2 separate regions of the Arachis hypogaea genome follow, and region 2 is linked to region 1. A link is a contact called in public Hi-C data. All regions are on one chromosome and are shown on one strand. The core of a region is the stretch at or near the end of the contact, and the rest is flanking DNA. Distances in the headings are between cores, read along the strand shown. Region 1 holds the start of LOC112710826 (cyclin-H1-1). Region 2 holds the start of LOC112710830 (preprotein translocase subunit SECE1).

The links. Hi-C and Micro-C count contacts between places; a contact is called where the count stands out from the background.
Region 2: a contact with region 1 is called in a Hi-C map of leaf, with 5 times the contacts expected there. The contact joins the promoter of LOC112710830 here to the promoter of LOC112710826 in region 1. A contact is called at or near these places in 2 of 8 Hi-C or Micro-C datasets (both in leaf).

Annotation. Positions count from the first base shown.
Region 1 is chr9:33,424,774-33,428,711 of arahy.Tifrunner.gnm2.J5K5, reverse strand. LOC112710826 (cyclin-H1-1) reads left to right here and starts at 2,283. Exons shown (of 15, transcript XM_029289017.2): 1 at 2,283-2,487.
Region 2 is chr9:33,677,631-33,681,568 of arahy.Tifrunner.gnm2.J5K5, reverse strand. It overlaps LOC112710830 (preprotein translocase subunit SECE1), which reads right to left and starts at 2,270. Exons shown (of 2, transcript XM_072202866.1): 1 at 1,685-2,270. The coding sequence starts at 2,208. The coding sequence ends at 1,717.

The DNA.
Region 1 (3,938 bases), core at 1,034-3,533:
TTAATCTAAATAATTGGTTTGCCAGTACTTTAAATGCACCAAAGTATCCAAAGCTAATAGGAAAGACAATGACAAACAACTTTATCTCTGCAAAATAACAAATAGAGAATAAAACTGAATACATTTGAAGAATGAAGGTTATTAGATATCCACTAACAACTAACAAGGTATATCCATTAACAAGTTATTTTTGTGTGAAAATTTTCTATTATAAAATGGTTCGTATTTTCATTTCTTGTGCTAATAATGGCTTGTTGATATCTGCTGCTTCTATTACTAATTCAAACCAACTTATGCCATCCATCAGTAATTACTAGATGCAGAAGAATGACTAAGTTTTCCAACCAACGGTCAATGTCATGATTCCAATCCAAATACTTAATTAGTAATTATCTATTCACCTAAATGTAATTTCAAAATACAGAGAAGCTTCCTACAAAACTTACTATTAAAGTATTACCTGTTTGTCGATAGGCTTGGATTCAGGCTTTGCATCTATGTTGTCAGTAGAAGCTGCAGCCAAATTCTCACTTTTTAGAGATACTTTTTCTCTAAACCTGCATCCCAGGACACAAACAAAGAAAATGTCATATTATTTTTCTATTTTATTTCACTGAAATTCTAGCGAAGTTAGGCCACATTTAAACATAACAGCAAACAACAATACATAATCAAAATCAATTACCTGAGCAGTAGGACAAGGAGCTGGTGTTGATTGTGTAGCAACAAACTGCAAAATGCCAAATATTCTAGTCTGCCCATAACTAGCAGCTCTTTGCCAATACAAAACAAACATATCTCCTGCTCTTATCCCCAACCAACCTCCTTCTCTTCCTTCTATCATCCCTTCTTTTCATCTCACGTGCTCCTCACGTGACACTAGCAATCCCATGCCCCCGGTGCAGCAATGCCATTGTCCCATTCCCACTAAGCACCAACCCAACCTGTGGCGATCCCGCCTACAAGATCCATTGTACCTCCAACACTCTCGTCTTCGACAAGCTCAAAAACTCTTACCCGATCGAGTCCATAAACTCTCAGTCCCAATGCCTCGTTATCTGTCCTGTGTCTTTCCTGCCGAACACGTGTGTCACCACCGATAAGGTTCACCAAAGGATTCAGCTCAACAGTACCCTCCCTTTCAACATCACAAGCTCCAATACCATTGTTTACCTCAACTGCACTCAAACGCTTCTTATGTCGCCACTTAACTGCTCCTCCTCCAGCCTCTGCCATACCTACATCAACATCACTGCATCCGCCTTTGTATGCAATAGTGGATTGCTGTGTTGCACGTTCTGTGCCGGCAGCCCTAGTAACTCCTACCAGCTGCTTCTTCTGCCAGCGACGACGAGCTCAAGAAAGGCATGCAAGCGCGACTGAGTGCGAGACGGTGACGACTGACAAGATGGTGACGACTGATGACACAAAGAGCAACAAGGACCTTGAGTGCTTGACCGGAAACGAGAGAGGGAGAAAGCTTGAGATTGAGCCAGTGAGCAAAGAGATGAGAGCTCGAGCTTCAATGAAAAAAAGGAGAGGAAAGAGACGTTATGGCTAAGTTTTTTTCTTTTTCGGGTCAGCTTGAGAGATTAGTGAGATATTGGGGTTGGATTTGGGCTTGGAAAATGACAGAGGGATAAGGTAAGATTTTTTTTTCTAGGGACCTAATTGTATTTTTAAATTTTTAGGGATTTAAATGTCTGCAAAACAAAAAGTTAAGGATATATTTGTCTTTTTACTAAAAAATTTAAGGATTTGGATCCTCTAAAGTTTGAATTTCACTTTAGAGAATAAAATGTGATCTCTCACCATTGATTTTATAGGTGGGGCCAAAAATAAATATGAAAGAGAAATTATTCAAGGGCAGAAGATCACACTTTACTCTCTAAACTGAAATTCAAACTTTAGAGGATCTAAATCTAAAATTTAAACATAATTCGATTCAGATTGTGTAAATTGATCGGATCAAACTAGATCTAATAATTATAATAAGGATAATTGAGTTTATTATTGTTGCTATAATAAACTAATTTTGTTTTAGTTTATTAAAAAATAAATTATTAATCAGTTTAATAAAAATATTTAATAATAATACAACACATGTAAATATCTTTAAAAATGATATTTTTAATATCTTTATTAAAGTAGTCTTTTATTTCACTTAAGATAAAACCGGGGTGACTAACAAAAAAATTATATTATTTAACAAAAATAAATATTAAAGATCGTTATGTATATTTTAGGATATAAAGGACTAAAATGTCTTACTATAAAAACTTGAGGGACTAGGTAATTGTTCAAAATAAAAAAAAAAAAAAATTACTTTTTCATTCCATATTCTATTGTATCAAAATTAGGGTGGCAATGGCACCAATGGTCCCTCATCCTCTGCTCCACTGACTCGTTCTCCTGCTCTCTCCAGTCTCCACCCCGTGCTCGCCGATCCTCGCCCTGGTGCTTCCACCGACCACCGCGTCAGTTCAGGTGAATCTCTTCCCTCATCGGCTGTTCTCTCTGTTGTGCCTCGTTTCTGCTAATCTGCTGTGCTGCTTTTGTTCTATAAAGTTTGTAATTTTTTCCTTTGCAACCCGAAAAAAAAAAATGAAAGAGAAGAAGCATTCTTGGCGGGGCGGGCTAGTGTTTGCAGCCAGTTCAGTTAGACGGGGCGCCCGCCTTTCCGGCTGGATTAGACGGCCGGGGAGGGCGAGCATGCCCGTTTGCAACCCAAAAAGAGTAAAGAAGCATTCTTGCGCGGGGGGGCTAGTGTTTGCAGCTCGTTCGGTTAGACGGGGTGGGTTGGCCCGTCCGGGCGGGCTTAGACGGATTGGGGCGGGCGGGCATGCTGGTTTGCAACCCAAAAAGAGTAAAGAAGCATTCTTGGCGGGGCGGACTAGTGTTTGCAGCCAGTTCAGTTAGACGGGGCGCTCTGGCGGGCTTAGGCAAGTCAGGTCAGGGCGGGGCGGGGCGGGTTAGTGTTTACAGCCCTTCTGTTAGAAGGAGCGGGCCGCCAGCCCCGCATGCTTAGTCGGGGCGGGTGGACATGCATGTTTGTAACCCAAAAAGAGTAAAGAAGCCCGTTCAGTCAGACGAGGCGGGCTGGCCCGCCCTGGCGGACTTAGGCGGGGCGGGCAAGCATGCCCGTTTGCAACCCTGGTCAAAATATTAGTACTTTTATGTAAAATTCTGCCTTTTTCCACACCTCCATGCTTATAAAACGTACGAGCTACTAACGCAACTGTCTCGTGCCACTGCCGATCGACTACCTCTTCCCATCGCAGCCGGAGCCGAGTTCTCTACCGACGCTTGCGCGCTGGGTTAAAAATTGGGTCTTCGAAGGAGACAACAACATGCTGCAAGTAATTTAAGGTTGTTCTGGATTAATCTTTATCATTATTTCTTTTATACAGAAACTTCTTTTCATTTCAGTGTTAGGTTACGGTTTGGGTTAATTTTCTATTTTTGACCCTTTCTCCCCCTTAAATGTGTTATTCATATCAAACAATATATTGTGTTTTCCTTCTTTTCTATTCCTTTCCCTTTTATTTTCTTTGGGAATGGAAAGATGGTGCTGTTTTGTTCTGCACTTGGACTTCATAGTGAAGAACACTTTCTTTTGGATCATGCAAAATGTGTCACTATGATTAACCTGAAATGTAAAAAGGGTGGGAAACGGGAACATACGTTTAGGGAAAGTGCAAAAGCATTAAGACAATGTTAAATGTTAAGTTTCAAAGAAAAATGTGCCAAAGAAAAATTTTAGAGGTCAGCTGTGTACTTTAACTCTTTCAGTACACAATTCTATGTTGTTTATGTGAATTGCCCACTAGCCTAAATTGATAATTATAAATTAGGATCATTGTTCATATACATTTTATTATTGCCCATGCTGCGCTTGTCAATATTATATGCTAACTAAATTCATTTTAATTACGAAA
Region 2 (3,938 bases), core at 1,021-3,520, 250 kb before region 1:
AAAGAAACCATGTAAAATTTCATACTATAACACTAGACACAACCACCTTTCACCACTTTTTGATCCCAACGCATTCTCTAATATGGATTTTATATGATTTTTACAAAAATGCTACTTTGTACTTCCAAAAACTAGAAAAGACAGCACCAGTATCAAATTCAAAATTTCATATAAAATCCAGTTTTAATCCAATAACTCTAAAAATTGATATGGTATATGGTTCAACTAGACTTATCTAGGGTTTTTTTTTTTGCAATTGGTTCCAGATTGATATCATTCCTGATAAGATAGTTATGTAGCTTGGAAGTTGGTTCTATTTCTACATAATCCTGTTTTGAAAACTAGTGAATGGCTTCTTCCAAGTTGCATAATTTCACTCGTTAAACTTAGATCACCCTGAAATTTGGATTGGACATACCAGACATATAAAGCTTTTATTTGCAATTGGTTGCAACTCAATATCCATTCAGAACTGGGAGTTATGAGCATGGAAATTTAGTGGTTTGGAAACTAAAATCTAATTTTTACTGCATAAAGTGTTAGATTTCAAAAATTCATATCTCCTAAACCATAACTCCAACAATTCTTAAATTTAATGACAACAAACTAGGTTAATAAAAGTTTTATTTAACATTGGTTTCACACCAATTGAACTTCTAAGGTGAAAGCAGTAAATCCACGAAATTGTTGGATTCTATGCATAATTTCTGCATAAACTGTTTTTGCATTTTAAGGAACCTAAACCCAAAATCCAATTAGCGACTTTCAAAGACTGAAACCAAGTTTAGTAGTCATATTCTGCCAATTGAAATTTGCCTCAAAAGCCAATTTGTCCTAAATATTCCAAATTATTAGTTTTACCCATTTTTCGGATTCCTAATCCATCAGTCTCTTCTGCACAAGCTAAACGACTAATCTTACTTCCAAATTGATTCCAATTCTTTAAACACACTCTAATTCAATTCTAAAAGGCTTTTAAAAGTTTGAAAGAGGTTAATTATTATTCTAACTCAATTTGACCCTAGTAGTTCCTAATTCACCATCTTTAACAACAAGCCAGCAACTTAGTTCATTTACTAGCAATCAAAATCAAATCAACCAAAACATTAAACACAACACAACCACAGCCAAATTATAGTCAAGAGTCAATAAAATAATCAAACCATTAGACCATTATTAACTCGTGTGCACTTATTAATTAAACTTTATAGGCAGTCATAAATTGAGAGCTCTAATTTAAAATTCATCCCTCTATCAGTTGAATCTCGTAAAAATTGTTAAATGCAACAAACCCTTTATCCTAATCCGTGGCAGCTGCAGCAACTCCGATGACACCCAAGCAGCAGCAACATTGTTGATAATCACAGCAACAACGGCTGAAATGACTTAGGATCGAATAGACGTAGCTAGTGATCCTAAAAAACTATTGTCTGTGATTCTGCCATAAATTTTGCTTGAAAATACTTGAATAAGGAAATTTTGAATCTTGAACAATTATGTTAAGTTGTCATTTTTCATTTTTCAAAGCCATACATAATTGATGAAAGATAAGAAATCATTCTATCTATATATCAAAACTTTACATTCAGTTTCTTAATACAGGAACTAGTGTAACAAAAATGAATTCAATAACAATATAACTTTAGAAGTTACATGAAGGGTTGGCAGTGATATAGCGACTCACCAAAGCAAGCATTTTGATTGGCTATGAGTGACTTAGGTGAAGAAATCCTGAACCCCTTTGCCGGCGAAAACGCGGTCAGAAAGCTCAGCGAGAAGAGCATTGAGAGTGAGCAAAACGACGCTGGAACCAAAGATGACGCTGATAACAACGCTGGTGGTGCCCAGCACCTTCCCAAAGGGTGGCCACTCGATCTCCCTGATCTCTCGCCCTACTCCGCCCCAAAACTCTTCTTCTCCTTCTTTCTCTCTTCTCTCCTGCATCGCCTTCTTCAGCTCATCGGCCACCGTCACTTCTTTCTCTTCTGCTTCTGCTTCCGCTTCCGGTTCGGAACTCTCCTGGCTTTCCTCCACCACTGGGGACACCGTAATACTCCTCTGCCGACGCCGTGAGAAAGAGAGAGTGAGGGGTTTGGGGTTGAAGGCGGCAGTGAGTGAGAGTGTGAGAGTGGAAGGAGTTTGTGTTGACTGTAACGGAGACTGCGAGTGTAAGAGTAAGCGTGAAGGAGAGTGAGCTTGCAGCGCCATTGCCTCTTCTTCTCTCTTTCTTGTGCTGTTGTGCTCGCTGATCGATGAATGATGATGGATGATTCCTGCTTCTGGATAACGGACTTCCGGGTAACGTGTCTTCTCCATTCGGGTCAACCCGACCCCTTCCCATTTACTTGGACCGCCCACTCTGCCCACCCAAAAATTTTTAGTAATTTGGATTACCCCGTCCACAAATATTAAATTATTTTTAATAAATAAATTTTATTAATTTATATTACAAATTTTAATAAATATAAATATAAATTATATTAATTTATCTACATAAATTTTATTAAATATAAATATAAATCATGTATTTTTATATGAATAAATTTTTATAACTACAAAAATAAATTATTATTTGTTAAATACTAATTTAAAACAATAATAGTTATTGAGCATATAATATTCCTGCTCTTATCAGGCAACTTTTATTGTACTTGGATTGCACAGTTTATTATTGTTATCTCAAAAAATAATGAGTTAAATTATTATTGTTATTTTTTTTTGTTTATGATATCTCTCAATTTGATCATTTAAAAATTAATTCGACGTAAATTGAAATTTTATTTAAGGATTTTTTTGTTTAGTCAATAAGTTATTATATGCACAAATCAAAATTCGAAGTTCTAACACTTATCTAAATATAATAAATTAATTACTAAATCAACCTAAGTTCAAGTTGGTTAATTATTATTGCTACTTTATCCGGTTTGTTTATATTTTTTTGGTCTATCTTTTAACTTAAAAAAAATAAGCACTCAAATTCATAGGAGTATCACCATGAGTAAGTAAATAATCTACCACAATATATTTATTTATAAATATTTATATTATTTAATTTATTTTTAATATATATTTTATATTATTTATATAACATGGTTGAATATAATAAAATAAAAATTCACATGTAATTATTTTTATATAAATTTAATAATTAAAAATTGTTAAATAAATAACAAATGTTAAGAATGTAAAGTATCGTATAGCAGATAAAGTTGCTGGAAAAGTGATTAGTTATTGTTTTCAGAGGTAAATACTTTTGAAAAACTAAAGAAAAAATAATAGAGGAAAGAGAATCATACTTTTTGTTATTGTTGTTATCAAGGATGGTAATATTATCCAAATTCACAGATATCGACCTATCTTTATCCGGTGCAAGACGAATTTTATATATATAATTTTAATAAATAATATATTTAATATGTGTAAAAAAATTAATAATATTATTTGATATTGTATTATTTTTAGGTTTTTAGTTTAATTTATATTATGTATATAATCATGATTATATAAATTTCAAAATTTAATTTTAATAATTAATAGAAAATACGTAGGAGCGTATTAGGGTATAGATTGTTACTACCCGAATAACGGCGGGACAAATTATTATAGAAAAAAGTGGTTGAATAGGATAAAAATCAGTTTATTTGTCCCGTTGTCATCTTTAAATATTGTTAAAGCTCTTTCCAACACGATGGGATAAAACAAAGGAGATTGAGAGGATAACTAAATAAGTAAATGGATTCTTTGATCTCAATTTTTTTTTCAACAAGTGTAATAATATGTGTCATGCATGTGGTAAGATTGAAATTATAATTTTAATTTGTTTTGTTAAAATTAATTTGGTTAATAAAAAAATAATATGTTATGCATTGTTCGCTTTTTTAATCTAGTGTTAAATGTATCAACTCTAAAGTAGTTATTAATCGATTTTAGTAATTTAC